7 separate regions of the Mus musculus genome follow, and regions 2, 3, 4, 5, 6 and 7 are each linked to region 1. A link is a contact called in public ChIA-PET, HiChIP or PLAC-seq, Micro-C and promoter capture Hi-C data. All regions are on one chromosome and are shown on one strand. The core of a region is the stretch at or near the end of the contact, and the rest is flanking DNA. Distances in the headings are between cores, read along the strand shown. Region 1 holds the start of Dbf4 (DBF4 zinc finger). Region 2 overlaps Abcb4 (ATP-binding cassette, sub-family B (MDR/TAP), member 4). Region 3 holds the start of Abcb4 (ATP-binding cassette, sub-family B (MDR/TAP), member 4). Region 4 overlaps Abcb1b (ATP-binding cassette, sub-family B (MDR/TAP), member 1B). Region 5 holds the start of Abcb1b (ATP-binding cassette, sub-family B (MDR/TAP), member 1B). Region 6 overlaps Adam22 (a disintegrin and metallopeptidase domain 22). Region 7 overlaps Abcb1a (ATP-binding cassette, sub-family B (MDR/TAP), member 1A).

Region 1 (3,399 bases), core at 237-2,736:
TAGTCCCCCTAACAGCTAAGAACCAGTACTCTCTTCACAGACTAAATCGGAGCCTCGGAATTATCCAATTCCTAGATTAGCTGGGAAGCTGGGACCACCAATTCTGTAAAAAAATTCCATTCCTCCCCACCATTATTAAGATTTGTTCCCAGTCTCTTCCAACTCAGCTTGCTCTCCCTCTCCTCACTCGCACTGCCTCATCCCCTGACTCTCCACTTCATCTCACAAGCTCTACTCCAAGGCATTCCCCCTTCCCTCGTGGCTTTAATTCTACTCTGTATTAGTGCTTCTCAAACATTTGAACCAGTTTACAAACATGGAAATTCTGTTTCCTTTCCGTAGTTTACGCTTTGAAAATTGAATCCTCTCCTCATTTTTAAAAAATGTTTGCTCCTCCTTCTCAAGGTCTGTTAAGCACATGTATATTAATTCAAATTCATCAGTACAATGTCTCAACATATTTCCCTTTCTGGCTCCCTCCTCCGGACATTTCTTGAGATTACAAATTAGCTCCGACTGTCTAAAGCAGTTTAATACAGATAGACAGTTCGATGACTGTCGCTCCAGCCTCCGTCCATAACCTGTTTAAAACAAAATCATTTCTTTTAGCAATGCTAATCCAACTTGATGTTGTCTTTGGCGAATAGTCTCACAATTCACCTGTCTGTGCCTGAATATACTTATTTGTACTGACTGTCTTGAGGGTACTCCATCAAAAATCAATACTATAAGGAGTGTCTATTATAGCCAGGAGTTAAGAAATGCAGAACAGTACAAAGCATAACGTCTGTATGGGTGAGAGCAGAAGTATACTCCAAACAAGTTTTGTGAGGCATTTTCTCATTTACAAAGCAAAATTAAAACAAATCACGTACGCCTGAATTTCGTCTTGACCATAATCCCGTATTCCCGTTTTACAGATGAAAAACCCTGAGACTTCATTTTCCACTCTTTTATTGCTACAAAAAGGACAATTATACACACAGAGAGAAAGAACAGGTCTGTACAGAACAAAGTACCCAAAGGGCTGCGAGAGTCGGATCCGGCGGGTGGACCCCGGCCCCGCCGCCACCGCGGCCACCCGGGACCTTTGCGGCCCGTCTGCAAGGTCGGCGGGAGCCCAGGGCCGGCCCCGCGTCCCACACAGGGTTAACTGGAGTACCTGGTGGCGAGGCGACTGCAAGGCCCGGGTCTCAGCCAGCCTAGCAGGTGATGTCGACCACGAGGTGAAGCCTCCGAGGCTAACCGCGTCCACCGCCCTGGCTGCCCCACACTCCAAGTATGCAGAGCGGAGCCGGAACTCGAGGAGGACGCGGGAGAGCCGGGTCTGAGGCCCCGCGGGCTGGCGCGCCGGGGGCGTGGTCAGCATCCGGGGGCGGGGCCCGCGGGGCGCGAGGCGGGGCAGGTGGAGCCTGCGCGAGGCCGGCCCCGGCGTAGGAAGGGCGGGGAGCGCGTCTGGGCGCCGCGGTCGCGTGACGCGTTTTCAAATCTTTAACCGCCGCGGCTCCCGGGTCTGAGCTACAGCCTCTTCCTGCTCCGAGCCTCCGCGCCGGAACCGGCCCTCAAGCGCGGCCCGGCGCCGAGGCCGAGGCCGGAGCCGGGGCCGGGGAGGCCCTGGGAGCTTTGTGTTCGCGGCCGTTCCATGCGGCCCCCGGTGCGGACCCAGCATGTAGGTGCCTGGTGGCTGCCATGAACCTCGAGACCATGAGGATCCACAGCAAAGCACCTCTCCCGGGTATGGAGCCCCTCCCCCGCCGCGGTCCCTTTAATCGTTTCCTGCCTGGCTGGTTCCACGGAGGGTTCTAGAGAGTCTTCCTGCGGAGGGCCTCTTGCCGCTTTTGCGTTTCTGTGGGTTCTCGGCGCCCGCGAGGCGTTCGGTGTTGGTCTCCGTGAGGGACCGACGCTGGCCGGGCCCCTCATGCTCTCCCCGCCTCGGCCGCGAGCGACCCGGCATTCCCGGGGCTGCAGGCTTCAGACAATGCGCGGGTCCCCGACGGCCCCACGGAGGAGGCGCCCACGCCCATTTGTGACTGTTCCCGTCACTCGTGAGGGAGACGGAGAGGTGTATGTGTGTGTGTTTCAACCTCATAGACAAAAGCAGATTTCAATCTCAATGTTTAATATAAAAAATTTTCATTATAGGGAAAATTCCTAAGAGGTGCATGTGTGTCTAGTAACTAAGTACTAAAGTGCAGGTTGTCTTCGAAAGTTTAAAGAAGATGTTTGATTCTCATCTGCTTTTAAAATAAAAGATGGATGGCATAGTCCTTAGTGGGCTTAGGTTCTTAATATGTAAACAAAGTGCATGAACTCCCTCGTCTAGTTCTTTTAAGTACTAGACAAACTATGAAACCAAAATGCCAGCATTTAGTAACCCCTAAGAATTAGGTTGTTTATTCTAGATGAGTGTGTGTGGCTACCTAGGTAAATAAGCTTTAAATATTTGAAACACCTGTGTTGGGTTTTCACCGACCTGTTAATTACCCACATGACGTTTACACCATGAGAAGGTAAGTTTTCCAGAACAGCTCTATAGAATTCCTGCTTCATACACGGAACAGGAGTAAATAATAACTATTTTCTGCTGATTCAGCTCTTGTTCTCCAGTATAGAGTTTTGTGGAAACCATACAGGACAGTTTGCCTTCATCCTAAGTGGTAATATTAGGGAAAACATTTAGATTCTAATGACTTAATTTGTTATGACTAGTAATGTTTCCTTTCTGCAATAAAGCTGTTGAACATTTTTTGTAAAATAAATTAAAAATTTGTCTGCATAAAATGTTGCCTGATTCTTTTGTAATCACAGGTGGCATCCAAGACAGAAATGAAAAGAATCGACCATCCTTGAAATCCCTGAAGGCTGATAATAGACTGGAAAAATCCAAATATAAGCCCCTTTGGGGAAAAATATTTTACCTTGACTTGCCTTCTATCACCATATGTGAGAAACTACAAAAAGATATAAAGGAACTCGGAGGGGTAAGTGAGAACCGCACACCCACCAGAAGTTGAGAAAAGTAATACTTGGCGTTCTGTAATATAAATTACCAGGGCATTTCATTTTGGAAATTACAGCCATTTAGCAGTAGCAGCTTTGATGAGCTATTGGTTATTAGTGAATCACTTGGGAACTGGGAGTGTAACCCAGTGGTCTAGCACCTGCTGACATGTGAAAGACTTTCTGTGTTCAAGTCCCAACATCAGAAGATAAAGGCTTTTTTTTAAAGCCTTTTGTAGCCTGATAAAATGTCAAGTTTCTGTGATTGGTGGTTTGGTATAAAGAAATGAGGTTCCTATGTCCTAGTAAACCTGCCCTTTCTTTCAAAATACCAGGAGCCATTTGACTGATGACTGAGGGGAGCTGTTATGTGTTAAAATAATTCTTTAGTTTTATACA
Region 2 (3,399 bases), core at 388-2,887, 490 kb before region 1:
AACATGGATTGAATGACGAGCACAGTATTACGTAGGAACCATGTAAACATCCAATACATTTAGAATTATAAATTAGATCTACTTCTATAATTTCAATTTCCAACTTTGAATTTTACTATGTAAATGCAATGGCATGCTTTAGTATGTAAATCTTTTCATTTTCAATGTAGTCAGTTTAGTTTATTCAATGTAGTTGATTTAAGGTTAGGGAGAAGAGCAAACCTCATAGCAAAGTTCACTGTTAATTTGGTCCTATACACAATTTATCCCCCTGCCCACTCTACTGTATAGAAATTATAATCTGGTCAAACATGCAAAGGAAGTAAACACGGAAAGGAAGCATCTTAACCTACACTCTCGTGATGGACATAAACATCGTGATGGATATAAACAGACTCCAGTGGAGTCAGTGATTTGATATTGCCAAATAAACTTGTAGAGTTTCCTGTTGTTAGAGTGTACCTTACTAAATAACTTAATACACGTGATTCAATACTTGATTATCAATACCACCATGACTCTCTCAGCTTTCAGACAATGAAAGACTTACATTATCAATAATGTCAAAGATCACATAGGCTGCTCCTCTTGCATTAGCGAAAGCATCAATACAGGGGGCAGCCTGCCCCACACTGAAAGCCCCGATGAGGATTGAGAAGAAGACCTGAGTGAAAGAGTTAGGAACAGAATAGCATCATCTGCGTTAGAGCTTGCTTGAAATATACATGAAGGACCGAATTTAGGATTTATTGGACACTTAGTAACTTTTTTCTTACTGAGAAACAATATTTGTACATCTTTATGAAACACATTGTGATAATTAGATACATGTATATAATTAGTGTGATAAGACACCCATCAACTTGCTAAAAATAAAATTGCTTCAGTAAAGAACACATTTTTTTTTTTTTTTTTTTTTGGTTTTTCGAGACAGGGTTTCTCTCTATAGCCCTGGCTGTCCTGTAACTCACTTTGTAGCCCAGCTGGCCTCGAACTCAGAAATCAGCCTGCCTCAGCCTCCCGAAAGAACAAAATTTTAAAAACTAACACAACATTTCATTACTAAATGTGTTTATTTATATTTTATTTCCCTTTGTATGCATCAAAAATAAGCTTTGTTTAGTCTGCCAAACCATTTGTTGCTTTTTTCCCTGATCACAAAGTATTAGTCATAAAGACATTTGACTCCTACTTCATTAGCTCTGAAGCTAATGCCACCAGAAAAAGCATTCCTCCTGTTAAAGTTTCATTCCATTCTTTATCATTTTATCTAACTCTGCAAGGAATTGCACAAAATATTCAATAGGAAACATACAGATTTTGGCCCCATGTGGTTTTCCTTTAAAAAGCTATTATAGATTGATAGATATATGGTCAGATCAACGGAAGTCTAACACTTCCTTTATATTTTAAAAACAGGGTGTCTTCCTGCAGTCCATGATGGTCTGGAACTCATTATAGCCTCTATTCTCCAGCCCAAGCCTCCTGTGCGCTGGGATTAAAGGTATATATTACCATTCCCAGTCACCAGTCAGTTCATCCATTTATAGAACATAAAATTATGATCATTATATTTTGCAGCACACAAAACGACACATTTCACATCTGTCTCATTGGAACATAAACTGATGTATAAATCCAACACAGTTTCAGGAAAACAGATTTATAGCATATATAACTTAAGAAAGATATAGGAGAAGAGAAATTACTCCTTTCTCTCCAAGAACTTTTACATATATCTATGTTCTTTGAAATAACAGTGACATACGTGTTTACAAAACCCAAATCCCTTCCACTATCTATCTCTTATCTCAGGACCAATGAGAAAAAATTCTTAATGGAAGTAGATATTAAGGCATTATTGCAATGAAGTCATAGCTCTTTGTGTAGAAGGCTTGCCAGTTTCCCTTTACCTGTGACACAGACATTATGTACCAGGGCTACAAATGTGGACAAATTCACCATGCAAGGGTAATGGCAAAGGTTAATGCCACCTCCCTTATTTATAAAACGTCGGGAGGAAATGCGGAAGTGAAAACATGTGGTGAGCTGCCACAATGCGCCAGAGAAGAACAGGAAGTCGGGAGACTCTGCTGTTACTGATACCCCCAACCTTCACCAACTTCAGGCCCCTGTAAGCACACTGTGAGATTCAAATTCTCATATGGAGAAAGTCTAAGGACCAAATTATATTTAGAATTTTCATTTTGAAAGAGTCAAGTGCAACTTTTGAAACATGATCAACCCCAACGTGGAAGATGGTCACAAAATGTCACTGGTTTATAGAAAAGATTACCAAAGACCTACGTATTATGACTTAAGTTTCGGAAGAGAAAAACATACATATCTGGGAAATACATATCAAAAAAACCACTACCAAGTATGCATGGATTCTTAGAACGTAAGTAATTTAACTTTTAAAAGTTTTTATTTTAGTCATTAGTATAATTCAAATGCATTACCTTCACAATCATGCTATGAGCGTATCTACATCTTCATATAGCCAGATGATCTAACATGACTTTTCTTTTCTATTTTAAAAAGCTGCATGATGTGTGAATTGAATGCTCTTTTACACAATGACCTATCTATAGTAATAAATGAAACTCTCTTCCACAGTTAAACTCAACAAGAGAACAAGGATAACTCCAATATCTTCTTATTCTAATCATGTTTTCCATTTCATTTCCCTTTGTGTGAATATGTATTTCTCCAGTGGTCAAACCACAAGCTATTATCTTGTCCTCACTCACCATGAGGACTTGACTTGCATATTCTAGAACGCCAACTCTACCCACAGGACGGCAAAGATCAAACCTACAATCACAACTTTTTCTTCCAAAAGGAGAAAGGGGGGAAAGGAGCAGGCAGGGGATAGAGAGCTGGCTCAGGGTCAAGAATGCACACTGGGCTATTATCCACTTATCAGTGAGTACATATCATGTGAGTTGTTTTCTGATTGGGTTACCTCACTCAGGATGATATCCTCCAGATACATCCATTTGCCTAGGAATTTCACAAATTCATTCTTTTTAATAGCCGAGTAGTACTCCATTGTGTAAATGTACCACATTTTCTGTATCCATTCCTCTGTTGAGGGACATCTGGGTTCTTTACAGCTTCTGGCTATTATAAATAAGGCTGCTATGAACATAGTGGAGCATGTGTTCTTATTACCAGTTGGAACCTCTTCTGGGTATATGCCCAGGAGAGGTATTGCTGGATCCTCCAGTAGTACTATGTCCATTTTCTGAGGGACTGCCAGACTGATTTCCAGCCCAGAAACTTAGAATACCCAAGATACAATTTACAAAACACATGAAACTCAAGAAGAATGAAGACCAAAGTGTGGACACCTCATCCATTCTTAGAATTGGGAAAAAATACCCATGGAAGGAG
Region 3 (3,399 bases), core at 582-3,081, 470 kb before region 1:
CAGAAGTGGGCTTAGCTTTCCTTGAAGGTACCGCCCTTGGTATTATTATATAAAAATTAGTCCCATATTTCATTTTGTAATCTTACAATATCAAGCTAGTTCTAACTTTGTGTATTTCGGTTTTGAGGTGTTTCCTTCTTCCTAACCACATGCTGTGAGCTTCTTCTGAGAGCTTCCTGGGCCCTGAGTGTTACTACACCTTTTCCAGGGACTGCTCCTTCTAATACTAGTCAGTGTGCTCAGCCAGTATAATACATAAATAGCCGTCTTCGTGAAAATGCCATCTATTAATAGAGTCACAGTCATCCCCAGCCTAAATTGCCAGATGACAAAACCACATTTTTCTATTAGAAGTAACACCATCCATACATTTGGGGTTTGTTTGTTTGTTTGTTTGTTTTTGTTTTTGCTTTTTTATGACTCGATATGGACAAACCTAAATTTTCTGTGAATAAATGTCACGATTCTAAGAATGAGTAGGGCGATGCCACGGTCCAAAGCAATTAACAGAAGCAATGCTTCAGTTTAAGATTCAGATAGGCATATTTGTCAGTTGGCTAATCAGGCCCCTTGCAGCTTGAGAACCAACTACAGAAGCTGATAAATTTTCTCCCTCTAGAAGACAACTTCATGACACATGTCAGTTTGTTCCGGGTGGCCTAGCATGAACTCAGAGACTGTAATAGCCTCATAAACTATTTGAAGCTGAGGGTAAAAATGATTCACTGTCCCCACAGCGAAAGAGGAAACACGCACACACTTGCCTAGGCCCTTCTGCCTGACAGAAAGCCGTATGTGTGCTTCACTGTGGCTGGGGGAGAACGAGAGTCAGGGAGAAAGACAGACCCACTGGCAGGGGAAGCGTCGAGGTTCACCCTCTTGCAACTGGGGGAAAAAAACTGATTTCGAAGCAGAAGTTAGTGAAGAATGAGGTTGTTCTCCATGTCACCCCCTAGAGAGGAGAAATAGGGCAAACAGTCTACAGATGGGAGAAGGGGAAGACGAGGCAAAGAAGAGAAACACAGGAAGAGGGGGGCCTTGCTTCGCTACCCTTGTTCAGAAGTACAGCCATCAATAGCAGGTGTCTGAAGTTCTACCAACTCGAGTAGCCAGATGATGGCTAAAAAGAGTGAAACGTTTACTTTATAAAAATACAGTGAATGTTACACAACGCCAATATTCATCAAATCACCCGTGTCCAGGGGAGGGGGGCGCTTTTGAAGACAGCCTCTTCTCTCTGAACCTGTTCCAAAAGGAGCCTGGGAGACAGTCCTCAAGAACACTTAAAGACTTCATCCCAAAGGCCGGAGGCATCAACCGGTTCTCACAACTTCTTTTCAGGACTCCGCTATAACGGAAAAGCCAGTGACTCTGCGGTCCTGTATACCTGATGCTGCCTAGTTCAAAGTCGCCGTCCAGGCGCCGTGCTGTTCCGTTTCTCGCTGCCTCAAGATCCATCTCAGCCTGGGGAGAAACCACAGCCTCAGGTCCAAGTGCACCCGGCTCAGCTGCCTGGAGAGGGGGACCTCCAGGCTCCGCGCAGAGCCGGCGCAGAGCCGGGGGCACTGGTGGCAGCCGCTCCCCGGCAGGTCCCACCGCAACTGCCTTCCCTCGGTCCCTTTCTCCCGCCGCGTCCTCCCTCACCTGAACTTCACGCGCGTGTTGGCCGCAGCGGGTGGCGCGCAGACCTGGACTTTGCTCGCCGCGGCTCGTCCCCGCCTCCCACACGCACCCGGCGCCGGCGACGCCTCCCGCTGCGGCGGGGGCGAGGGCCCGGGCCCGCAGGAGAGCTCCCGCAAGCCCCGCAGGCTCTGCAGGCCCCAGCGCCACCAGCGTGTCGCCCTCGCCGCCAGGGGCGCGCGTCTCCGCGGCCGCCCACCCGGGCGAGCTGCCAGCAGCCCGCAACGCAGCACCAGCTGCAGCCGATAAGCCTGCTCGATGCCTCCTCTGGCAGGCTACGGGCCCCTAAAAGTGACTGCCACACCTCCCCCATGCTGAGTTTTCTTTTAGAACACACTGGGGAAGTAATTTCCACCAGTTCAACAACCAGGCGCTCTGAGATCCCAATAGGAAGTTAAGTAGCGAGGTCGCCACTTATGCATCCTCGGCTCGAGTCTATATGGCACCAAATTGCAACTAACACCCCAGATGCTGAAGATTAAGCAGGTCCAGCCCAGAATCGTCAGCTTAAACTCCTTGGAGATGAGGAATATCGCTGGTGTCCCACACGGGGGAGGGCACATAGAGACACAGAACTTGGGGGCTGAAAAGGATTCCCCTATTAAAAGCACACACTTAAAAAATATTATTCATTTTACATCCTGATCTCTGCCCCCTCTCTCGGTACCCGCCTCACACAGTCTCTTCCCCAATCCCCCTTACCCTGTCTTGTCAAGTCTCTGCAGGAATAGGTGAATCCTCTCCCACTGAGACCAGACAAGGCAGCTAGCTTCCAAGCTTCACAATTTGAATTTGATCTCTGCTACAGACATAGTGGAAGGAGACAATGGTCTCTCAAATTGTTCTCTGATTTTCATACATGCATCATGGAACATGTGCACTCCTATACATCAAACCACGTGCAGAAAATAAATAAAATGAGAGAAAAAAGCACGTACTTTTGGTTTGGTTTTCACAAAAGTGAAGACATCGGTGTTCAGAGAAGCTAAGTAACATCTCCATTCCCAACGCTGCATCTTTCAGACTGGCACCGATGCAAAGCCTATTGACTGTGGCTGTTCTGATTTCCTACTCTAATCCCTCCATGCCAAATCGTCTTACTCTTAGGGCCTATGTGAATATGGCTTCCTTGTGAGTTCTCATCGATTTCTCCACTCTTCCCAAAACGAAGGCGCTAAATCAGATAATAAAGCGACACCTTCTGAGCTTCAAGCAAGCAAGTTTCATACTTAAGAGCTTCACAGGTCAGTGTGTGGCTGTGGGCACTGCTTATTTCTCTGGGCTTCAGTTTCTTAAGAGTCTGTCTTCCTTATTAGGTTACTGTGAAAGTACTTAGTGTTGCTTTTAAAACATAGCACCTGTATAATATGTGGCTTGCTTTTCTCCTAGTCCAGTGGCTGAATTTGCGGCTGAGCCTTGTTCTGTGTGGCATTTGCACAATAGCTGTCTAACTGCTTTCCAGACAACCTTAAAGTATGAAGAGTAGAAGAGTTGTCACACAGACCCTGAAGGCAGCTCTGCTCTGCCGTTTACCGGTGCTCTGGCTTTGGATGGGTTATTTAAATCTCAATTCAGTCTCAACATCCATTAAAATAGGGGATCTAGTAAGGTTGGAAACAATGAGTATAAAGTGTCCTCCACACTTACTAAATGACAACTACTGTCATGGTTAAAAGCTTAGAAGAGATGGGCGGGAGAGTAGGGAAGAGCGTGCAGATA
Region 4 (3,399 bases), core at 380-2,879, 430 kb before region 1:
AAAGCAATGGAAGGATTCCCTTACATGCTCCCCTCACAGACCAGACAACACTCCACTCCAGACTCCCAGATGCCATGCCTGAGGTTTCTCATTTTTGTCCCTTGCAACATAGATGTGACAAACTGCTCACATTCTTTGTCAAAATGCTGTAAGTGTTCTGTTCTCTTTATGTGTTCAAGAGTTTGTTCGATTTTAAATGAAATACTGTTCCTGAAATGCATAGCAGTGTGGCTGGATACAAAATAGCCAGTTCTTTCATCTCTCTCTGACTTTTGCAAACACTTCTGTTTAAAAGATGAAGTGTGTTTCCAACCCTTCGAATGTAGGTTTGCTTTGTGACTTATTTCTATTGGCAAGGTGCAGCAGAGTTGCTGTCGTCAGCTAGGTGTCTAAGAGTCTTGTATGCTTAGTAGGTTTCTTCATTTTCATTTCTATGTTCTCTCTCTCTCCCGTCCCCCTCACCTCCTTCCCTCCCTCCTTCTACTACAAGATAAAGCATGCGCAGAGGACACCCCTCACACACTAGCCACCTACCCTGTCCTGTAACACTAACTCAGATCAGTACAACTGACTTATGCACAAAATAAATGTTTTTAATTCTGTGTCACTGAGGCCTCATGGCTGGTTGTGGGAACATATTCTCACAAAGCCTATGAAGTATGTGACGAGCGTCTCCCTACTTAGCATGCCATGCAGCTATTAAGATACATTTGCATTTGTGACGTGGCCTTCACAGCATAGATTGGAAAGGACCTTAGAGATACCAAGTATAGTTGTCATGTTTATGCCTGGACCTTCTCCTAAATTGGCTTGTAGCTCTGCTTTAGTGGGTGCCATGTTTCATTAACTCTATTGCTAAACTATTTCTAAAACAGGGGAAATCTTTGTCTTCCTTTCCCATCATGCCCCAGAACACCATTCAAAGGCCCTTGCTTTTCTCCACATACATCACATTGTGTCAGAGTAACCACTCAAACCAGCATAATGCTGAAGAATATTCCAGAACACTAGGAACCCACCACTTCCTTTTCTTGGGCCTACACACACACACACACACACACACACACACACATATGCTAAAGGAATATACTGCAATTTTTAAAATTACAACTAAAAAAACCACATGATGGTTTTCTCTCCTTATGTAACATTTAAATGTGTGGGACTTTTTTTTTTTTTTTTTTTTTTTTTTTAGAAAGTGGCCACTTTTCATAAGTTTCCTTTGGCGGTTCCTAATTAAATAGATTTTTACATCTAAGATTTTTAAATCTATGAATGGTGTGTCAGCAAATTTCATTGCTTCAAAGACTTGGAATAAATCAATATATCAAATATTTATCTATTTAGAAAATCAATACTTACAACATAACATTTTCAAAAGTCATGAGTTGTTGTGCCACCAAGTAGGCACCGAACCGGAAACAAGCAGCATAAGAAAAATACATCATGGCCTGGGTGAAGGAGAACGTGATCCCAAACACGTGTGCTTTCTTCATCGCATTTCTGGAAAGAAGACAGTGCAGATTCAGTCCATCGCTCAGTCATTCAAGCAGCTTGCTGTGGCTTGTCAGTGAGGCACGCAGGCGTGACAGATACCGTGCACTCCAGTTCTAAGGAACTCAGCTGGATCCCCTTTGGATTAGCTGTGTGAATTTGGGAAACTGCCTCGTCTCTGAGACTCAGTGCTGTCTTCATCTTTAATGTAGGATTACATCTCAGTGGGTTGATGGAAGAGAACTGGCCTGGAACCCTGAGAAGAGCCTGTTTTACATTCCCTTTTCCACACTGTGGGACACACAACACTGGTGATCTGTAGAGTAGGACACCTCCCAACACATCTACCCAGCACACTCAAGCTGTGGGTGACAGGGCAGCGGGCATGTCCTTGATGTGAGGACCTAGGGGAGCTGCATGTGATCAGTGCAGTGGAGGGAGTTCCTGAGGACTGTGCTGTGGGAAGAAAGAAGCACTTGCCTGTCTGGAGCCAGGGAAGGCTCTACAAAGGATTAGCATTCCAGGAATTTCTGAACCACAAGGGTCTTGGGTGTGGAGGTGTAGGCAGAGACAGGGTGGGGACAGGGACAGACTTTTGACCTTCCTACTCCTGTTTAAACACATCACCTTTGTTCATGTCTTTGCCACTTAGAAACTTTTCCCAGAAAGGGGGGCCTGCCATGATTGTGACAAAGGAGCTTGGAGACACTTCATTAAGGTCCAGTTCTTCCCTTGTGTCAGAATGTGGGTTTTTGCCTTCTGAAAATTATGGCTCTCTCTTCACATTTAAAAAGGCACTTTATTTCTATATTACAAAAACACAATTGAGAGACTTTAAACTTCTTTTTAGAAAGGTTTTGGAGGTTTACAACATTAAATAGGCTATAAATCACTGACTGAAAATCTGTTTATCCTCTTTTTTGCTAACATTAAGCTATAGATATTTTTATGTTTATGGATTAAAAAGTTTTGTTTTGATGTTGAGAAGGCTCCAATTTAAAATTGTTATTTTAAATCTAAACCTAAGAGATAAAACATAAAGTCCTAGACTTATAAAAGTTAGTAAATTATTGCAAACTATTAATGATAATTAAGAAATGCAAGTTGGTAGTCAGCCACCTTATAAATGATCATACACTTTAAAGTGTTCAGAAATATATTTGAAGTGATGCTAAGAACGAATGCAATTGATAACAGGAATAAGCCTTTTTGCCTCCTGTATATGTCTTCAAGGTTGAGCCTAGGACGGATAACTAGAAACACACAAAGTTTGTCTATTTAGATAGACAGATGGTCCTCTGACTTTAGAGACTTGCAGAATATGGCATTTTAAAATGTTTAATAAAAAGCTTTTCATGTAGGCATGTCAGCTCCTGACAGCACCCTTAATCTCCTTTCCTCCTCCTCCAAAGATGGACACAGAAGACGCTCCTGACACTTGCTTCAAATGTGTCAAAGCTGGCCACTGGACAGTAGACTCCTGATTGCCTATGGACAGGCAGGACATTGGAAAACTGACTGCCTCATTTTGCCTAGACAAAGATGGGACAGCCTTCCAAAGTTCCTGCTTCATGGAAAAGTCTGCCAAGGCCTGATAGCTAAAGAAAGACGCCCTACCAACTACAGAGGAGCCTAGGGACCAGGTAGCTGGTAGTTCTCTGTTTTTTCAATAGACTTGGAAGCTGCTTGATCTGCACTCCTTGCTGACTCATGTAAAATGTGTCTTCTCAGGTCTCTGAGCGTTTGAAGACTAGACTAGTGAAAGAAGTAACTTTTTACTTTTCCTTTATCTAAAGGAACTCAGTTTACAGTGACTGCTCCCAGTAGTTAACCACCTATGTCTCCCGGTGAATGACTCGATAGGAAAAAGTGTGATGTTTATGTAAGGTCTGAGGTTACAAAGTG
Region 5 (3,399 bases), core at 339-2,838, 380 kb before region 1:
GATTCTACCACATGGGTTCTGGAAAAGGAATTCAAAACTAGGCTTGCCAGTCTTGGAAGGAGGCCTTTGGGACCATCTTGCTGGTCCTCCTGTGTCTTCTGACCAGTCCATTAAATCCTGCTTCCTTGTTTGTTAGTACTGGAAACTCCAGGCTCACTTTGTATTTTCTCTGCAATAGGTCTGGCTGAAGTTAACTGTTCTATGCCGTGTACCTTTCTTTACTAGAAAACTTCAAGAGTGTCTTTCTGTACTACCCTTTTCAGTGGACTAAAAATGAGTGACTGAAAAAAATCATACTGATGTTTCTTATTCTAATTTCACATTATTAAATGTAAAGTTTACTTTCACTTTGTACTTTCCCTCTTTATACTGAAATCTTGTTTCCGAATACTATTAATATAGCTACTAATTCCTATTATCTTAGTTTACAATTTTCTATATATAATGAACCCACTGAGGTAAGTTTTTAATTACTGGCGACACGCAGTCCACTATGATAAAAATATATTGAGAGTAACTATTTTCTCTTAGCAATTACAGTTTCAATTTTTCTAATTTAAGTATAGGTAAGCAACCTTAAACCATATAACTGTATTGTTCTGTTTCACCTGTTATGCCACATTCTGTGTTTGTATACGTGTTTATCAGAAGATAATGGGCCACAGTGAGCACCCAAGCAGCATAAGGCTCAAGGCATGAGCGATCAACAGCGCTCAAAAAAGCCGAGGTCATAAAACTAAAAAGATGTGAGTAGAGGCTGAATTCACAGAAGCATCCATCTGTCACACACATCTGAAGGACTGCTCCAAGCAGAGGAGTTCCTTCCAAGGGCTGAAATAACGCCCACGCCCACTAATCATTTAAAACAGTGCCGGAGGCTACAAATTGGCCAGAATGTACAAGCACGAACGTGAAATAATTTGGCTACCTCTTTTTGCCCATCTTCGAGAAGTTCTTGTCTGCTCTTCCCTTAAGGTTCTCTTCAAACTCCATCACCACCTGAGGAGAAACCAGTTCATTAGCCAAACACGTGGCCGCGGGGACCAGAACCTAGGCAGAGCTCACTGCCCCACGGAGCCAAGAGAGGAGGAGGAGCCCCGCCCTGATGCTCCTGGGGCCGGGCCTGGGGGTAACTCACCCCGGGGAATCCCGGGAAGCTGTGTCACCCGCGTGGACCGGGTGCTCGGCTCTGGGTCCCGCCACCCCGCCCTGCTGGGTCCCTTCCGCCCTGGCGCGCTCCTCCACCAGCCCGCGGCTGCGAGCTGGGCAGCGAGATCCACAGCACAGGGCTGGCGCGGAAAACACCGTCCTGAAGGCTGCTGCTGCGGGTGCTCTTGGAGCGACTTGTGGCTGTCGCCACTTGGTCCCCACAGACTCAAGAGGACGCTACCACCCGGACCGGACTCAGGCATCCGGAGCACCGCACTCTTCCGAGAACTGCCTACCTCACGTGCCACCTCCGGGTTTCCTTCGCAAAGTCAGCCAAGATGTAGAATTTGGAAGTAGCTCTGAGTTGAGCGGAACCTCAGAAGATGGAAGCAGCGGCCTCAGCCTCTTACGGCTTCAAGAGCCACTGCGGGAAGGAGCCAGAGGGCTTCCTCGGGCCCCGGATTAAAATAGATGCCAGCGGCCGCCCTAAGGCCCGGCAGCCAATCAGCCTGGTGGGTGGGATTGGGCATGGGCAGCTGGAGCGGTTGCGAAACAGGAGATACTTCCAGGCTTACCCTGATTTTTTTGAGAAGGGCGCTGGTTCCCTCAGACATTTACATAGACTTGTCTTTACGTGTTCAGGTAAGTGTCCATACAGAAGTGTATATACCTGGATAGTACACAGTTGGTTCTCTGATGAGTCATACTTAAAAAGACACTTTCCCTGACATAGCTAATCTAATATAATTAATAAAGCAACCAGGGACCTTGCTTATTCTGTAAAGTTTTTTTTTTTTTTCTGACAGCATTGCTTTCTAGGCTGGTAGAAATTTTTCTGTGAAATATATATATATATATATATATATATATATATATATATATATATATATATGGTCTTGGCTTGGATGATAGTCCTATACAATTTCAAGGTAGAAATGATATTTCAAAGTACATAGTATTTTCAACTTCTAACTCTGGAATCAATATCTGTGTTTTTTCCCAGGGCATATCAAGTTCTTAGATGTTCTGGAATTCTGACTGATGCAGATATTTGCGTGTAGCAGGTCTTTTTCTGTCTACTTGTAACTGACTGTGACCTAACTTGCTGGCAACTCAGTGGCTGAGAAATGTCAACCTGAGATAGACAGAGTTCCTTGTCTCAATGACATTGAAGCACTGACCACCTGGGTGGAGACTCCTGTTTCTTCTACCAAGATGTCTGTTTCCACAGATAGCAAGAAGTAGCCACCTTTGTTTTTATTTAACTCATTGTCTATGGGGTGAGCTGGGGTCTCCTTCTTGAACAAGATGGAGATTTTACTTGGTCTTTAAAATTGGCTTTATTAAGGTAAGGACACACCACGAAAGGAGATCTGTGCCTTACCTGCTCCTCGGGGGCTTCAGGGTGAGGACAGAGCAGTTTGTCATCCTAGGGCCCAGACCATCTTTTCCCTGGCTGTTAGTGTGGTTACCTCATGTCTGACTACGAGCCCTGTTACTAGCTCCCAGGCCTGCAGGTTCTTCCGCTCTTCAGCTTCCTTTTAACCCCGGCACCCCTTCTCATCTCAACATGCGTGGGACTTGCAGTTCACCCTTAAAATCTGTGGGGAGCGAGCTCCTTCAGCAGAACTGTTAAATATAGCACTTTAAGGAGTTGTCACTTGTGTTACCAACAGTAATGACAGGAGCAAGGCTCGAAAACAAAGCTATAAGGTAGGTTTATGAGATAGTGTTTAGATTTAGGAATGACAGAGAGTGCAGCTCCCTCACCTAATTCAGCAATGTCAACAGTACAGCCACCTGCCATCCCAGCTTCCAGTGTTCCGGTGATGTACCAACAGGGAGAGAATGCACAGCCGTCCTGAAAGCCCGAACCATGTATTCTGTATCCCCTGAGTGACACATATGCCTCTTCACTTGCTGCCTTTCCAAGATGCCTGACCCATGCCCCTTATGACTAAGGACAGCTTTGAATGCAGCCCAACAAAAAAATTGTAAACCTACTTAAAACATTGTTTAAGATTTTTTTGTGTGTGTGAACATTTTCTGTAAAGCATGAACACTGTAGATAGGAATGCTGGGTCCCAACATCAAAAGGCTAGAAATGCCCAGAAGAAGAAAACTTCATTGTTTGTCAGAAGGTAAAGATATTTCTTCTTCTTTCTGCACTTAACCCACATCAACACCAACATCAACATCAACACCAACACCAACACCAACACCAACACCAACACCAACACCAACATCAAC
Region 6 (3,399 bases), core at 304-2,803, 350 kb after region 1:
CTCTAAGTTTGACTTCTTTGAGAGGCATCCAGGGACACAGTTTGTTGCATCTCTGTGTAGTTGTCTTAGATACCCAAATTGAAGAGGCAGACTAGAAGGCAAAGGTATGCTCAGCTCATGTCTTTTGCAATGGTCCACTCTTCTAAAACGCTCTGAAGGTGTTAGAAAACAAATTTAATCAGGCAAAATTATACAGTGAAAAACATTTTTCCTGACAGGCAAGGATATAGTTTGCTGATGACTCAATAAAGCAGTCTCAGACAAAGGCATAGATGAGTGTTGAACAATATCTCCACATAGCTTAAGGTATGGCAGACAGGTGACAGATGAAAGAGATGTAGCAAACGAAGTGACTTTTGAACAAGAACACTTTAGATGTGCACTGAATGTTTCTTGGTATTGAGTATATAAAGGCTAATGTAATATAAGGTTTATTTTGACTACGGAAGAGAGAGTTTATAGTTTGACTGAGAGGTGCCTCCTGTAAATATGCTTTGTAGTTATAGTTAGTTACCTAAGCCCTAACGTGAAAGAATTCACAAAAGGTTAGCTAGTAAACTCATTATCTGTCTACCTACTGATCTTTCCTTACCTTCTCAATTATTTTTACCTGGGGTTATTATTGAGAATTAAAATCATTATCGCGTGCCTTTTGGGAGAATCAGTTGCTCTGGCTTGTAATCATCTTCAGATGAAATGAGAGGAAAAGGTTTTGCTTAACTTGCAAAGTGATTTTAGAAATATAATAGCTTTAATGTTCTAGTCTGGGTCTCTATCTCTCATGTTTAAGCATTCTTAGAATTGTTTTTGGAATTAACAGACTTTAGTCTTGATGGATAACTTCAAGAAGTATGTATCATTCCACTGAACTCTGTATGACTTCATTCACTGAGGTACACAGAAGAGACTCGTGGAATCAAACCCAAGCACAGTGATTATTTCATTCTTAAATGTCTATTTTGAAGAGGAACTTTGCAGCTCCATGTGGTTTGAATCATGCAACTAGTATTCATACTTCCCAGTGTGCTGTGGGATCATTGCTACAAAGAGGAGGGCAGCGATGTGTTTGTTCATTGGATGCTATTTCTCGTTCTCATAATCTTGGCATCGATAGGGCTTCAGATACCCAGATGCCTGAGATGTCCCATTATGCAGATCATTTCTGTTCCAATGAAAACAGACATTCAAGTCTTTCCACTACATTAGCAGGGGAGGCCTGCAGTAACAGAGGATCCTAAAGAATGAACTGGCCGGACTCACTCTTCCCAGCTACTTTCCTTAGATGGGAAGTCCTCCTCCAGAGTCAGCAAGATAGAAAATGACTCCAGTCGCACAAAGTCTGCAGAGAGAAACCAGTGCTGCTTAGATGGTGCCACATGAAGATTCTTAGTGCTCTGCAGTGGCTGGCTCTGAAGAGCAAAAGCCAGACACCTCAGTCCCTCCCTTAGATGCTAACTGATGAGTAACCACTTTGGTTACTCAAGGAGAGTCACTGGGGACAGGAAAACAGGGCTTAGGATGTTGTTGTAGCAGGTGAGAGGAGTGCTCTATTTCAGGATGTGGTGTGGTTTCTTCTCCTGGCTTCACAAGGCTTTTAAAGTAATGTTTGCACAGGCGGGTCCAATGTAGTCTTTATGCATGAGAGATTGGTGGTAGTCTAAAAGAAGCCACTGTGAAGATAAGATTAAATACTCCCTGCCCTCCAGGGGTGTGCATGGGGGAGTGGGGCTGCTATGCTTTCAAGGACAGATCCACATGCTTCTCTTCTGGGTACCTTGAATCTCTGCTGACTTCATCCTGCCTGTTGCCCTAGGCTTTCTGCAGCTACTTTACCTGTTGCCCTTTTCATGCTTTGTCCCCCTTTTTTGGGGGGGAGGGGGGTACCTTTAATCCAGGAAAAGTGGGATACCTCTGCCTGCGTTTTTTCTTTCAGAGTCAAGTTTGTTCACTTCACTGTGTGAGTTTTCTATTGCCATAGTTCCATCTTAACCTTTGATCTGTACAGTGCTTTAGAGAAGCCCTGCTCTGAAGGCAAGATTACTTTTTAGTCTTACTTAAATGTAAAGGAAAGAAAGGCTGTTTGGTAGCTTGCACCATATAAAGAGAAGGGGACAGAGTTTGGAACTGATGGGAGTAAGGAGAAGCAAGACACCTAGCTGCACAGCCAGGGGTGGTGCAGCTGGCTGCTGCTACTGGCTGCCGTGTTTGGGGCATTCTCTAAAGATCTCAGCAGCAGCAAGTTGGCTTGAGCACTGAGACACCTGGACTCCTGTTGGCAGCACATTTTCTACTTTTTATGTTCCTAATTGTCTCTTTTGTTTGTTTTCTTCTATAGCTATCATCTGCTTCCCTCTCCTCCCCCAAAAGGCAGTCAAATTGAATTTTTCATTCTTATTCCACGAGCTTTATATGACCAGCTGACATTTCTGTGGAAGAGGGCTTAGTTGGGGCCTTGAATACTTAGTTTCCTCTGGTGGGAGAGTTAAGACTACTCTGGCTTCAGAGACAGGGTCCTTTCTCTGGCCACTGGAGAGCTGGGGACTGGGTTCCAGATCCTCCTTTATCGTATTGTAAAGAATTGAGCTGGCATTTGTGAGAACCAGCTGAGGCCACAGCCCATCTGGCTGTGTGAGAGCAGCATGCTGTAAAAGTGGCTTGGCCGTTCGCTGTTGGCACCTGCTTATAGCATATGCTCTGCAGGGCAGACACTTTCAGCTCAAAGACGTTTCCTACCACACCTGCAGGGACAGAACAAAGTTGCCCCGGACTTGGAGAGCAGAAGGTAGTATTTCCATCCCAGTTTTATTCATGGTTTTGCCAGTTCTCAACATGGAGCACCTAAAGTCAGGCAGCAGAAAATGAAAACTTACAAGACGATTGTTGGTTGTACCTCTGCCCTTCAAATTCATGGCCTTATGGGACAGTATCATTTCTGTTGGATTTGATGGCTGCATTTAGAACCTTCCTACTTGCAAAGTTCCGTGTTCAGTATCTGTGCGGCACTTTTCCTCTTGATCAGTGGCATCCCCTATTCGGGGCCTTCTTTGGTTCAAATGAGAATTAGGAATACAGAGTGGTAATGTTAGTTTTCATTTCCTTCTGACATGCTGGTTTGATTGTGCACCATGGAAAGTCGCTAAGACATGGGTCTCAGGGTATAAATCTCAGGAAGTGAATAAGCAAGCGGCACAGAGATTTGAGAGATCCTGGGTCACTTAGTCCCAGCCTAGGAGCACAGTGGACATCCACATAAACCATGTAGCAGAGCTCAACACAGTCACCGGATATGCTGGAGGGACGGACCTACTGCCGCCAAGGGCAGACATGTGCTCTGCGGTTTTTGGAAGTGTTACCTTTGGAAGCGTTTTACTATCCCATGTCCCTTGCATTGTTCCCAGA
Region 7 (3,399 bases), core at 534-3,033, 310 kb before region 1:
TACAGTTGGCATAAACTGGGCACAAAACATGGGTTGTCAGGTTATTTAACAGAGGCTTTTACTTAGGATTCAAAAAAGCATGGCCCGTGTTCAAGGATTAAACATATCTACCCACTCAGATGATCCAAAACCTGAAATGTGCTCACCACTGATCCAGCCATGGGGTCGTAGAAGCGCTCGAGCAGCTGGACCACTGTGCTCTTCCCGCAGCCACTGCTGCCCACCAGGGCCAGCGTCTGGCCCTTCTTCACCTCAAGGCTCAGCCCCTGAAGCACTGGGATGCTGGGTCGGGTGGGATAGTTGAACACGACTCCACTAAATTGCACATTTCCTTCCAACATATTCTACAATGAGAATAGTAACACTTAGCTTGATTGCAACAATACTGAAAATGGTAACACCATTGCATACACTAGCAAGATTTTGCTGATAGGACCCTGATATAGCTGTCTCTAGTGAGACTACGCCGGGGCCTAACAAACACAGAAGTGGATGCTCACAGTCAGCTATTGGATGGATCACAGGGCCCCCAATGGAGGAGCTAGAGAAAGTACCCAAGGAGCTAAAGGGATCTGCAACCCTATAGGTGGAACAACATTATGAACTAACCAGTACCCACCGGAGCTCTTGACTCTAGCTGCATATGTATCAAAAGATGGCCTAGTCGGCCATCACTGGAAAGAGAGGCCCATTGGACTTGCAAACTTTATATGCCTCAGTACATGGGAATGCCAGGGCCAAAAAGTGGGAGTGGGTGGGTAGGGGAGTGGGAGGGGAGGGTATGGGGGACTTTTGGGAGAGCATTGGAAACGTAAATGAGGAAAATACCTAATAAAAAATAATTAAAAAAAAAAAGAAAGAAAACGGTGGATTGGGGTAACCTTTAGCACCAGGTGTGAAAAGTGAGCTCCCGTTATATTAAGCTTCATTTCACATCTCTGGACTTCATTCGAAAGAGATAATGGTTGTGTAGCATGAATTCTTAATACAACATCATTGTACTCTCCTAGACTACAATAGTCAATAGTCATATCTCCCTGTAACTGTTTTATGAAAGTAATATACAGTATTAACATTTATTCAAACCACCTCATCTAGATCAAATCAAGAGTACATGTGTGTGTGTGTGTGTGTGTGTGTGTGTGTGTGTGTGTGTGTGTGTAGAGAGAGAGAGAGAGCATTAAAGCACAACTTTTATTAAATTTCCTCTTCATGTCTTTTCACTGAGAAGTCAGGGATAGATATCCACTGAGGACATCAAACTCACCGGCTTTAGGCCTTGCGTGCTGTAGCTGTCAATCTCGGGGGTTTTCTCAATGATCCTGATGATGTGGGATGCTGACACTGTGGCTTTCGCATAGTCAGGAGCGAATGAACTGACCTGCCCCACTGCCATGGCACCAAAGACAATAGCTGAGAATACTCTGGAAAACAGAAGACAGGTATGCACAGTGTGTGATAGCTACAACGTTAACAATGTGGCACTTCTATAAGAATGGAGTGACTGCAATTATAAAGTGGAAAGATAAAACAAACCCCCTTCCCTCACATTTTTACATAGGCATGGCAGATGATTCGAAATGGCCCCTGTTCGCCTCTTCTGTAATCTTCAACATTTTACAACATGACCTTTGCTTAAACATCCATCTAAGAAGTACAAATTTGTTTTCCACCTTTTGACCACTCAGTGGCCCTGTGAGGTGACTTCATGGACAGGATGTACTGGAAATGACTGTTCCCCGTTCCAAGCCTGTGACTCAGCATATGTTTTGTTCATATTTTTCATCCTGGCCAGTGAGCCTATAGCTCACTGCAAACAACAGAGACCACAGCAGAGATCTACTATGCCCAACCCTGATAAGGAGAAGTGACCCAGAGACTTCAAGCAGAATAAATGGTTATAGTTCCATGTCACTGAAGTTTAGTGGTTGATTATTACATAGCATAACTATAGCGATCAGTAATGCATAGTCGGTGTTGCTGAGATCAATTCTTAGCAATCATGTAAGCCACACAAAGAGAACTTGACTGTTGCTGTTGTTTAATACACAGCTATGATGCCACTTTCAAGAACCTACTGCATTCTTAAACTATGGCATGAGATTAGTTGAGTGTCAGTAACGTTAGAAATATTGGGGTAAAAAATAAGCAAAATGATGTTAAAATCAATATCCCACAGTTCCAGGGGTGTCTTTGGGTATAATCACACAATCCCCCTGTGAAATACATATATTACATGATCTTGAATTAACTTCAACAAAAGAGTAAATTAATGCTTAAATAGAGGAGAAATGGTATATTAGCCTACAGCCAGGCTTATCCAGTTTGAGTTGCAATGCAAAATGTCACAGCATTGACAATACTAAACTATTAGAGGAACGTCTAGCCAGGCTCGTCACCACTTGGAAGCTCAGAAAGTTCTTGTATAATCTTGACCAACAATCTGCATACTTGGTGACATCATAGTGGGATTTCTTTCAGGTTCCTCTTCCCATGACCAAAGTGTAAGTTTCAATGTTCGCAGAAACATAGAGGGGAAAGCCTAATCCAGAGCACCCACTGTCATTTAAAAATCCCTCCATCTTCTGAGGGACTAGGACTCAGTCATATCCCTGACAGGCAAACAAACGAGCAAATGGACCACTGATAAATAGCAGTGGCAAACTTCTGACTTCTTCCTTCCAAAGACAAAAGTCTGGCAGTCTCTCTCCTGACAGCAAACTCCCTTCCAGCTGACCAGAGCAAGCTGGTCAGTGATGCTCAAGGCTGGCCCTGCCATGTTCATGTAAAGCTGTGGGCTTCTGGAATTCTTTGTTTATCCAAGCTGAGTAATTGGAAGTGATGGAAGAACAACTCATGCAAGGGTACACACAACACTGAACAAAACCAAACCAAACCATCGCTGCCACTACCAAAATCACACAGCCCTCTAGGAGAAAGAGGGATTTTAGTTTCTGAGTAACCTTCCCACTTTGTGCGCTCTCTCTCTCTGTCTCTGTCTCTGTCTCTCTCTGTGTGTGTGTGTGTGTGTGTGTGTCTGTGTGCCTGTGTGTATATGTGCTTCTCTACTTTTAATATTTCAGGTTTGGTAGGAGTTTGCACATCACCCATCTCTTAGCTGCCCTGTCAGAAAGCTTTTTAAAGGAGCTGTTTTATTCCTTGCTGAACATAAGACCTTTTTCCAAAGCATGGCTTTCTGGAGACCTCTGAACACGAATCCATCTAGGCACACATTTGGAAGGTCAGACATTCAGAAACCTGCTGAATACGGCACTTAGGATGCTTAAACTTAAGATGCTTAAGAAGACAGAGATTGTCAAATCCTAGCACCGACTCTATCAAGATCTCCACGGAGATACAGACACAACAAGAAAGGACTCCACCTAGATCATGGTATGA

What was found. Promoter capture Hi-C pulls out the DNA fragments that hold promoters and counts their contacts. A called contact is a pair of places that touch in the nucleus more often than the background predicts. ChIA-PET counts read pairs in DNA pulled down with a chosen protein or histone mark. HiChIP or PLAC-seq counts read pairs in DNA pulled down with a chosen protein or histone mark.
Region 2: an H3K4me3 HiChIP or PLAC-seq map of pro-B cells shows a contact between it and region 1, with 4 times the contacts expected there. The contact joins the enhancer-like site here to the promoter of Dbf4 in region 1. A contact is called at or near these places in 7 of 39 promoter capture datasets (the C10 cell line, the HPC-7 cell line, cranial neural crest and 4 more), 5 of 115 datasets of contacts at active chromatin or transcription factors (embryonic stem cells, epiblast stem cells, fetal liver and 2 more) and 3 of 9 other capture datasets (adipose tissue, liver and pancreatic islet).
Region 3: a contact with region 1 is called in a promoter capture Hi-C map of hematopoietic stem and progenitor cells. The contact joins the promoter of Abcb4 here to the promoter of Dbf4 in region 1. A contact is called at or near these places in 9 of 39 promoter capture datasets (the 3T3-L1 cell line, the C10 cell line, cranial neural crest and 5 more), 2 of 484 Hi-C or Micro-C datasets (embryonic stem cells and erythroblasts), 9 of 115 datasets of contacts at active chromatin or transcription factors (astrocytes, embryonic stem cells, epiblast stem cells and 4 more) and 3 of 9 other capture datasets (adipose tissue, liver and pancreatic islet).
Region 4: a contact with region 1 is called in a Micro-C map of embryonic stem cells, with 2.1 times the contacts expected there. The contact joins the enhancer-like site here to the promoter of Dbf4 in region 1. A contact is called at or near these places in 12 of 39 promoter capture datasets (the 3T3-L1 cell line, the C10 cell line, the HPC-7 cell line and 6 more), 1 of 15 datasets of contacts at CTCF or cohesin (large pre-B cells), 5 of 484 Hi-C or Micro-C datasets (Th1 cells, embryonic stem cells, natural killer cells and 1 more), 18 of 115 datasets of contacts at active chromatin or transcription factors (the 230-238 cell line, the SCID.adh cell line, T-cell acute lymphoblastic leukemia and 12 more) and 2 of 9 other capture datasets (adipose tissue and liver).
Region 5: a contact with region 1 is called in a promoter capture Hi-C map of liver, with 4 times the contacts expected there. The contact joins the promoter of Abcb1b here to the promoter of Dbf4 in region 1. A contact is called at or near these places in 12 of 39 promoter capture datasets (the 3T3-L1 cell line, 3T3-L1-derived adipocytes, the C10 cell line and 6 more), 3 of 484 Hi-C or Micro-C datasets (LSK cells, embryonic stem cells and reprogramming fibroblasts), 14 of 115 datasets of contacts at active chromatin or transcription factors (the 230-238 cell line, the SCID.adh cell line, bone marrow-derived macrophages and 9 more) and 4 of 9 other capture datasets (adipose tissue, liver, macrophages and 1 more).
Region 6: a contact with region 1 is called in an RNA polymerase II ChIA-PET map of memory CD8 T cells, with 7 read pairs. The contact joins the enhancer-like site here to the promoter of Dbf4 in region 1. A contact is called at or near these places in 3 of 39 promoter capture datasets (the HPC-7 cell line, hematopoietic stem and progenitor cells and liver), 2 of 484 Hi-C or Micro-C datasets (nephron progenitors and pre-B cells), 1 of 115 datasets of contacts at active chromatin or transcription factors (memory CD8 T cells) and 1 of 9 other capture datasets (adipose tissue).
Region 7: a contact with region 1 is called in an HNF4G HiChIP or PLAC-seq map of pancreatic cancer cells. The contact joins the enhancer-like site here to the promoter of Dbf4 in region 1. A contact is called at or near these places in 4 of 115 datasets of contacts at active chromatin or transcription factors (bone marrow-derived macrophages, embryonic stem cells, large pre-B cells and 1 more) and 1 of 9 other capture datasets (adipose tissue).

The regions. Positions count from the first base shown.
Region 1 is chr5:8,420,803-8,424,201 of GRCm38.p6, reverse strand. It overlaps Dbf4 (DBF4 zinc finger), which reads left to right and starts at 1,486. Exons shown (of 12, transcript NM_013726.3): 1 at 1,486-1,735; 2 at 2,809-2,981. The coding sequence starts at 1,690. It overlaps Slc25a40 (solute carrier family 25, member 40), which reads right to left and starts at 1,364. Exons shown (of 12, transcript NM_178766.5): 1 at 1,163-1,364.
Region 2 is chr5:8,915,924-8,919,322 of GRCm38.p6, reverse strand. Abcb4 (ATP-binding cassette, sub-family B (MDR/TAP), member 4) reads right to left here. Exons shown (of 28, transcript NM_008830.2): 10 at 551-664. Among named protein-coding and RNA genes, the nearest start is that of Abcb4, 24 kb to the right of the region's middle. Within about 2 kb of position 1,637, at least 47 of the 459 cell types and tissues checked have an H3K27ac peak or open chromatin away from gene starts, as enhancers often do. A contact at or near this core is called in the HPC-7 cell line and pro-B cells, where this site is marked.
Region 3 is chr5:8,892,153-8,895,551 of GRCm38.p6, reverse strand. Abcb4 (ATP-binding cassette, sub-family B (MDR/TAP), member 4) reads right to left here and starts at 1,831. Exons shown (of 28, transcript NM_008830.2): 1 at 1,645-1,831; 2 at 1,388-1,464. The coding sequence starts at 1,458.
Region 4 is chr5:8,847,616-8,851,014 of GRCm38.p6, reverse strand. Abcb1b (ATP-binding cassette, sub-family B (MDR/TAP), member 1B) reads right to left here. Exons shown (of 28, transcript NM_011075.2): 23 at 1,363-1,503. Among named protein-coding and RNA genes, the nearest start is that of Abcb4, 44 kb to the left of the region's middle. Within about 2 kb of position 1,629, at least 5 of the 459 cell types and tissues checked have an H3K27ac peak or open chromatin away from gene starts, as enhancers often do. A contact at or near this core is called in embryonic stem cells, where this site is marked.
Region 5 is chr5:8,796,336-8,799,734 of GRCm38.p6, reverse strand. Abcb1b (ATP-binding cassette, sub-family B (MDR/TAP), member 1B) reads right to left here and starts at 1,588. Exons shown (of 28, transcript NM_011075.2): 1 at 1,446-1,588; 2 at 929-999. The coding sequence starts at 993. Gm5106 (predicted gene 5106) reads left to right here and starts at 1,212. Exons shown (of 3, transcript NR_152133.1): 1 at 1,212-1,791.
Region 6 is chr5:8,073,580-8,076,978 of GRCm38.p6, reverse strand. It overlaps Adam22 (a disintegrin and metallopeptidase domain 22), which reads left to right. Exons shown (of 31, transcript NM_001310440.1): 31 at 1-3,399. Among named protein-coding and RNA genes, the nearest start is that of Sri, 19 kb to the right of the region's middle. Within about 2 kb of position 1,553, at least 24 of the 459 cell types and tissues checked have an H3K27ac peak or open chromatin away from gene starts, as enhancers often do. A contact at or near this core is called in memory CD8 T cells, where this site is marked.
Region 7 is chr5:8,735,640-8,739,038 of GRCm38.p6, reverse strand. Abcb1a (ATP-binding cassette, sub-family B (MDR/TAP), member 1A) reads right to left here. Exons shown (of 30, transcript NM_011076.3): 26 at 1,268-1,424; 27 at 147-344. Among named protein-coding and RNA genes, the nearest start is that of Gm31157, 42 kb to the right of the region's middle. Within about 2 kb of position 1,783, at least 24 of the 459 cell types and tissues checked have an H3K27ac peak or open chromatin away from gene starts, as enhancers often do. A contact at or near this core is called in adipose tissue and pancreatic cancer cells, where this site is marked.